2 separate regions of the Capra hircus genome follow, and region 1 is linked to region 2. Evidence: chromatin contacts called from public Hi-C data. All regions are on one chromosome and are shown on one strand. Each heading gives the region's core, a stretch centred on a gene start, on an enhancer-like site or on the middle of the called end of the contact. The rest is flanking DNA. Distances are from core to core; before and after follow the strand shown.

Region 1 (3,328 bases), core at 212-2,711, 310 kb before region 2:
TCAGGTGTCAGGTGAGTGTGATTACATGTGTGAGTGTACACAGGTACACTATGTGTATATCTTGGGTGAGTGCATGAGTGTGCATGCACAAGTGTTTGTACATGGCCCTAGACACAAGTAACCACCTTCACTTTTGCTCTGATTAACATGCTCTCTGCTTCTTCCATTCCTTGGATCTATGTGGATCGACTAAGCCAAAGGTTTCCAAGTATTTCTGACTGTAAGTATAGGTAAAAACTTTCTGACATATAGGCTTATTTTCTTATAGATTAGGAACATGTAGTACTGGCAGTCTATATGCTGAGTATTAAAATGCAATCATTCTTTTGTTTCTTAGGTAAGAAAATAGATGCAAATGGAAGTGCTCTTGTTTATTTCCTATTTCCTAGCGGCGCACGTGGTCCGAGTGTGAGCTGTAAGCAGGTTCTACTTCAGATGCCGCGCCCCTAAACCATATGACCCCTCGTCCGACTTCTCACCTCTCCCCTAGATACACACACATACACGCACACACTCACACTCTCACATACCTCCTGATGAGGGTTACCATTGGATTATTGAAAGCAAATGCCAGGAGATGGGCTGGAAATGGAGTCTAAGTTCATCTGCACATGGAGACAGTCTCCAATTTGCACTGCTGATGCCAGTTTCTAGGAGCCATTACGAGAGGGACAAAAGGCAGCAGCCAGGAAGATGCAGAGGTGAGCTCTCGAGCAGGAAATCAACTGAGCAAGAAGACTCTTTGAGGTTATACGGGGGCAAGTGGGTGTGCGGGTGCCTGTTTTCTGAATGTACTTGCCAGCCCAGCATGGTGAGGGGATGCGTTACACCCACATTTCAGAAATGACAGCGGATTCCCACAACAATTTACAGCAGGCATGACTTAACAGTGCATTAGCTAACGGCTGCTGGAATCACTTAAGTAAAACACTTTTTTTTTTTAAGTCAATGCATTTTTCTCTTAATGACACAGAGTTGGAAATGTCTCTGAAAGCCTTAGTAATCTAATGAAAGAGTGCTCAGATGCTAGTCTCCAGGACAGTAGGGTATAAAATGATGACAGAGCAGCAAAAATGTCAGCTCCAGGGCCTGACCACCTGATAATAGGGCTGCTTATGAGGGAATGTAAACGGTGAGTCCTGAGGAAGGCAGTGGTGCTGGCTTTAACGAGCCTGTCTCCTGTCTGTCACTACTGGGGTGCTACCAAGATAAACCTTAGGATGTTTAATAATAACATTTCACATTTCCATCAAATTGCTCTTTCTTCAGACTAATAGTCATTTCTTTTACTAAGGACCCACAGTGACCGTAAGAAGGAGGCTCAGAGGAGTATGATGTATAGAGGGCTGTTTTCGCTTGCTTTCTTTATCTTTTTTTGACATTTTCCAGGAGAAGAAATCATTTGGTAAGTGACAGGCTGGCACCTCCTCTGCCCTGGCAGGATGCTCTGGGCTGGATCTCCCTGGGGTTGGATGAGGTTGGAGCCAGCGGGGAATTAGCCTGCTGCGCTGGATTCCTGAGTGCTGACTCAGCCACAGAACTCCAGGAGCAGAGCTACAAGCAGCGGTCCACGCAGCGCCCACCACGCCTAGCTGGAAAGAGGACCAGCCTCTGCCCTGGAGGTTTACAACATCATATATCATGCATGTGGCTGATGTTTCTGAGACAGTCAACGAGAAAGAAAAGTGTCATGATTATATATACACATTTAAGCAGTTTAAGCAAATGTGTACATTTGTTCTTTTTGTTCCAAAAGTTGCTGAATAAAGCATGGCACAATGAATTTATGCTCAAATAATCAAGAAACGGCCAAGTTTAGGCAAAAGAGAAGGGGGTCCTAAGTTAGAAAAAAACGAAAACTGAAGGCCAGAAAGAGTTTGCTCCCTGAATAAATGGCTTTTGTAAGGATTAACAACGGTGAGAGGGGTAGGTACCAAAATATTAAAAAGAGATGCAGAGGTCAGTCATAAAAACATGGGAAACTCAGGAGAGGTATATGGAGCAGAAAGGGAGAACACAGGTTCCACTTCACCCACGAGAGTCCTGGAATTTGCCTGTTTTTCCAGAGTCATTGTGAATCGCACCACCTCTCACTCTCAACTGTGTCCTTTCTTGGAGGATAAACTACCCATCCTGGTTCTCAAGAGCCCACAGGATGCACTGAATTGCCAGACAGCACCTTCTTTGGCCAAGCCACCTGGTGGTTTGGTGTCTACCTTTGTAATCCTCTCCAAGGGGCTGAAAATCTCCCTTGCAGCCTGCCCTGGGGTAGGCAAAGCTCCTGTTTCCTTCTGAGCAGATGGTTATCATAAGAGGTTCCAACTCTTCACTCCTGGGGCCACACTGGCTCCTGATGACACTAGAGGAATAGGGCAGAGATGGGGGGAGGGAGGTGAGGAGGAGAGAGAGTAGAGGTGAGAAGGGATGGAGACAGTGAGAATCTGGGGGCTGGAGCCCTAGGAGGGACATGGCTGGAGCTCACTGTCACCATGGGGAAGCCGGCAAGGGCTGGGGGAGGACAGGGCCCAGTGAGACCTGTTTTCTGCTCCAGATCCTGCAGCCTTTTGCTAAGGCTGTCTTCTCATCTCCAAGTAAGAGTTAGTAACATCTATTTCCAAAGTCCATGTGACCTTTACAAAATAATCATTTTAAAGCATCAGGCACACAGTAGGCACTCAAGGAATGAGGTGTACCTAAGAGCATTTTTCCTAAAATCAAACCACCTAAAACAGGGGACCATCGAGTGTTAGCCCCTATTCCATAAGACTGTGGCTTAGATCACCTCAGGCAGAGACATGTGGGATGTTTCTGGGTATTCTGCAGATGACCTCAGTGGTGGACCAAAGAATAGGGCTGTGCTGGGGCACCAAGAGCATCTACTGCCCACCCCCAGCTATTTTTATTGAATTACTACTATAAACTTATACACAAAAAGAAAAAAAAATTAAGGCAGATTTTAAAAAGTGAATGGAATTTGGATGTTTTCTTCCCAAAGGGAATCATCCCTTAGGGCATCAGTCCCCAACCTTTTTGGCACCAGGGATCAATTTCATGGAAGACAATTTTTCCACGGACTGGGGGCAGGACGGAGTAGGGTGGCTGATGGTTTCAGGATGATTCAAGTGCATTACATTTATTGAGCACTTTATTTCTATTATTATTCCATCAGCTCCACCTCAGATATTAGATCCTGGGGGTTGGAGAACCCTGCTGTAGGAAGCACATCTCCTCTTTCGTATCACTGCCCAAAGGATCCATAAAAGAAAGTCCAAGCACCTGTAGGACTCAAAATATAAGCACCAGAAGCCTTGTACCTGTACTAGGCCCT
Region 2 (3,043 bases), core at 211-2,710:
CAAATGGCACTAAACCCCGGAGCCCCAAGACCAAAGCCAAGGTCGTGAGTTCTGCCCCTGGAACCCGAAAGCCTAGTTGCTGGACAGGAGGCGCCCAACTCACCCAGTCCTCGAAGTGACGGCTCCCGTTCTGCAGCAGCTCCTCAAACTGGATGGTGCAGTTGGCCACGAAGTCATCGTAGCCGATGGGGGCATCGTGGAAGACAGCCAACTCGATCTTGCGCCCGTTGCACACATCAGTGACGAACTCGTCGTGCCAGGCCGGGCTGTTGGTCTTCTGCTTGGTGGCCGTTTGGCCGATGCGCGAGTCGTCCACGTTGAGGGCGATGTAGGGGTCGAGAAGGAAAGTCTGCGGCCGGGGTCCCACTGCATGGCGCAGCGACCAGGCTGTGGGCTTCAAGCTCACGGCCTCGCAGATTTTGATCTTAAGAAGGCCATTGAACACTACCATGGTCGGGGCGGGGAGTGGGGGCCGGGGTCACTCCGTCCGCCCAGAGGGCAGGAACGAAGAACCGACGCCGCGGCGCTCCGAGCACGGGACTCTTGGGTCCCCTCTCGCCCCACCCCACACTCTCCCTACACCTTGTAGCGTTGCGCCCTGGCGCGGGCGATTCTCAGCCAGTGCATGTATTTCCTCGCCGGGTTCCTAACGGAAAACAGGGAGGGGGGAGAGCTGGGGGACGTCCGTGTTTGGAGAAGTCTCTCCCCCCCACCACCACCAGCAGCACCTCCAGAAGAGGAGACGAGCTGTCGGCTCCGCTGCAAAAGCCGCGGGGGCTGTCTCGTCGCCTCGCTGGCTCTCGGGGTCGGGGCTGCGGGGAAGTGGGCGCCGCGCCGGGCGCTTACCTACCTTTCCGAAACATAATCCCCGGGAAATTTCGACTCCAGGAGGGGGAGGGGGCGGTGAGACGGGGCGGGGACCAGAACGGGGGCGCAGATTTCCACCCGGATCCTCTTCGCACACCCAGCGCCTGCCTCTGACCGCGCGGGGCGGGGGATGGACCCAGGGATGTGCAGTCTACCCGGAGGGATGCATGTCCAGAGGAAATGGTCCTCCTCGGAGCCAAATTTAAAAAAAAAAAAAAAAATCCACAAGCCACACGGCCAGCCCGGCCGCCTCCTCCTGGGCGAAGCCGCGCCGCGCCGCAGTCGGCGATCGGGAGGCGCCAGGATTCGGGAATCTCACATCCGCGCGGGCTCGAGAGTCGGGGTGGCCGCGGCTCCGGCTGGGGCGCAGGCCGGCACCGGGCGGTGCGCAGCGCGGCGGGGCCGGGACTGCGACTCGGCGCGGCCCCACCTCCCGGGCGCCGGCGCCCGCCCGCCGCGCTCCCCGCGTCCCGGCTTTCAGCTGCCGCTCGTTCGCTGCCCGCCCGCTCTCCCCCTCGGTCTCTTCTCCCTCCGTCGGTGTGCGAGCGAGTCTCCCTCCCTCTAATGCAGGAAATGCGCAAAAGACGTCAGTGTGTATGTGTGTGTGTGTGTGTGTGTGAGTGTGTGTGTGTGCACGCGCGCGCGCGCGCGCGCCCTGGTGTTTGGGGAAATAGAAAGTTTTGCCGGTTGGGGGAGCAATACGGGAAAAGTGAGCCCAGCAGAGGACTGTCGAGAACTGGCGAGGCTTTCGGGGTCGCGGCGGCCGGCGGGGGAGCGGGACTGGGACCCCGCGCGGGACCCGAGGGAGTGGCGGCCTTGGGGGCAGGGGGATGCGAGCCCGCTGGCTGTGGATACCTGGTCTGTGGTCTCCCGCAGGAGACTAGAGGGCCACGCATCTTTCCAGGCTCTGCGGCCAGCACTTTTACAGCCGGGGGTGGAGAGGTGGCAGGGGTCGCGCTGCTGCAGAGGACTCGAGACCCTCCCTCGGCCCCACCCCTACTCTGACCATGGCTGGCCAGGGCAGCCTGCGGAGTATTGGTCGGTCTGTCTGTCATTCTGTCCGGAGACGCTCCGCTCCGCGGTGGTGGGGGAAGGGGGGAAGGGAGGGGCGTCCAAGGCTCTGTGTGAGTTTTAAAACACTACTCTTTCTTCCCTTTCTTTGGGGGCACTCTCCCTTTTGGGGGTCTGTCCCAAATTTCTCGGGCTGCTAGAACTTGTTGGCAAGCGAAAGCTTAGTAACACCCCGGCTCGGTTCGTGTGTTTGTTTATATTTTACAAAGTGACTTCATATTTACTCTAGACCTAGCCTGTGCCCTTTGCGGGGGACAGGGTTCTGATCAGCGCGCTGACAGCGGCCGTCCCAGCTGCGCGAAAACGGGGCGCGTCCTCCGGCGGGGACTGGGGGTTGTGGGCTGTGTCCGTGTTAATTTCCTCCGTAACCTTTAAACTCTTGCTGGAAGCCGCGGCAGCCGCTGATCACGTGAGGCGGGCCCTGGGCTGCTGGGGAAGAATTTCCTCCGCGGGGAGCCGGGGACGGAGAAGGCGGCCGGGCGAGGGACGGCCTGGCGCCTGGGGACGCGAACCTGGGAGGGCGGGGCGGAGAGCGCGGAGGTCCGGGGCGCGGCCCTGCCTGGAACTGCAGGAGGACAGCCCTGGAAAGAGGTCGTCTCCGCAACCTGCGAGCCGGGGGGCGGGAGGCGGGGGGGTGCAAACGGAAAAAGAAAACCTCGGCCCTCGCCCGCGTGCCAAGTCAAGTCAGGGAGGTTGTAGGAATCGTGGTAAGCTGTGTTTATCTTTCGACTCTGGTTAGCCCAAGTTTAAAACCCACCTCTCGATCACTTTTTCTCAGTGGGGAAAAAAAAAAAAAAGGAAAGTTATCATTGTCTGTGGCTTAGAGGCTTACAAAGGCTTAAAGGCGCAGAAGGAGACAGACCCCTGGAACGACAGGGTACCAAGTGCCGCAGACAGGTTGCAAAAATGATCAGAAAAGTCCCGGGCAGATCCTCTCCGAAGGCCTGCAGCTACTGCTCTTTCTCGAGCTTACCAGTAATTCCTCGCGGCCCTCCAAGTTAGATGGAGCAGCAGGGTAGAGAGAGCTAGCATACAATCAGAGACAGACGAGTTCCCTTGGAAAAAGTCAGGATGTAAAAGTTTTGCCTTCCAGGGCCACTCCCAC

The links. Hi-C and Micro-C count contacts between places; a contact is called where the count stands out from the background.
Region 1: a contact with region 2 is called in a Hi-C map of blood, with 2.4 times the contacts expected there. The contact joins the enhancer-like site here to the promoter of PRKCE in region 2. A contact is called at or near these places in 3 of 5 Hi-C or Micro-C datasets (all in blood).

What each region holds. Positions count from the first base shown.
Region 1 is chr11:27,984,539-27,987,866 of ARS1.2, reverse strand. The region is part of intron 3 of PRKCE (protein kinase C epsilon type); the gene reads right to left. Among named protein-coding and RNA genes, the nearest start is that of PRKCE, 310 kb to the right of the region's middle. Within about 2 kb of position 1,461, at least 2 of the 5 cell types and tissues checked have an H3K27ac peak or open chromatin away from gene starts, as enhancers often do.
Region 2 is chr11:27,678,037-27,681,079 of ARS1.2, reverse strand. PRKCE (protein kinase C epsilon type) reads right to left here and starts at 1,460. Exons shown (of 16, transcript XM_018055186.1): 1 at 851-1,460; 2 at 104-646. The coding sequence starts at 451.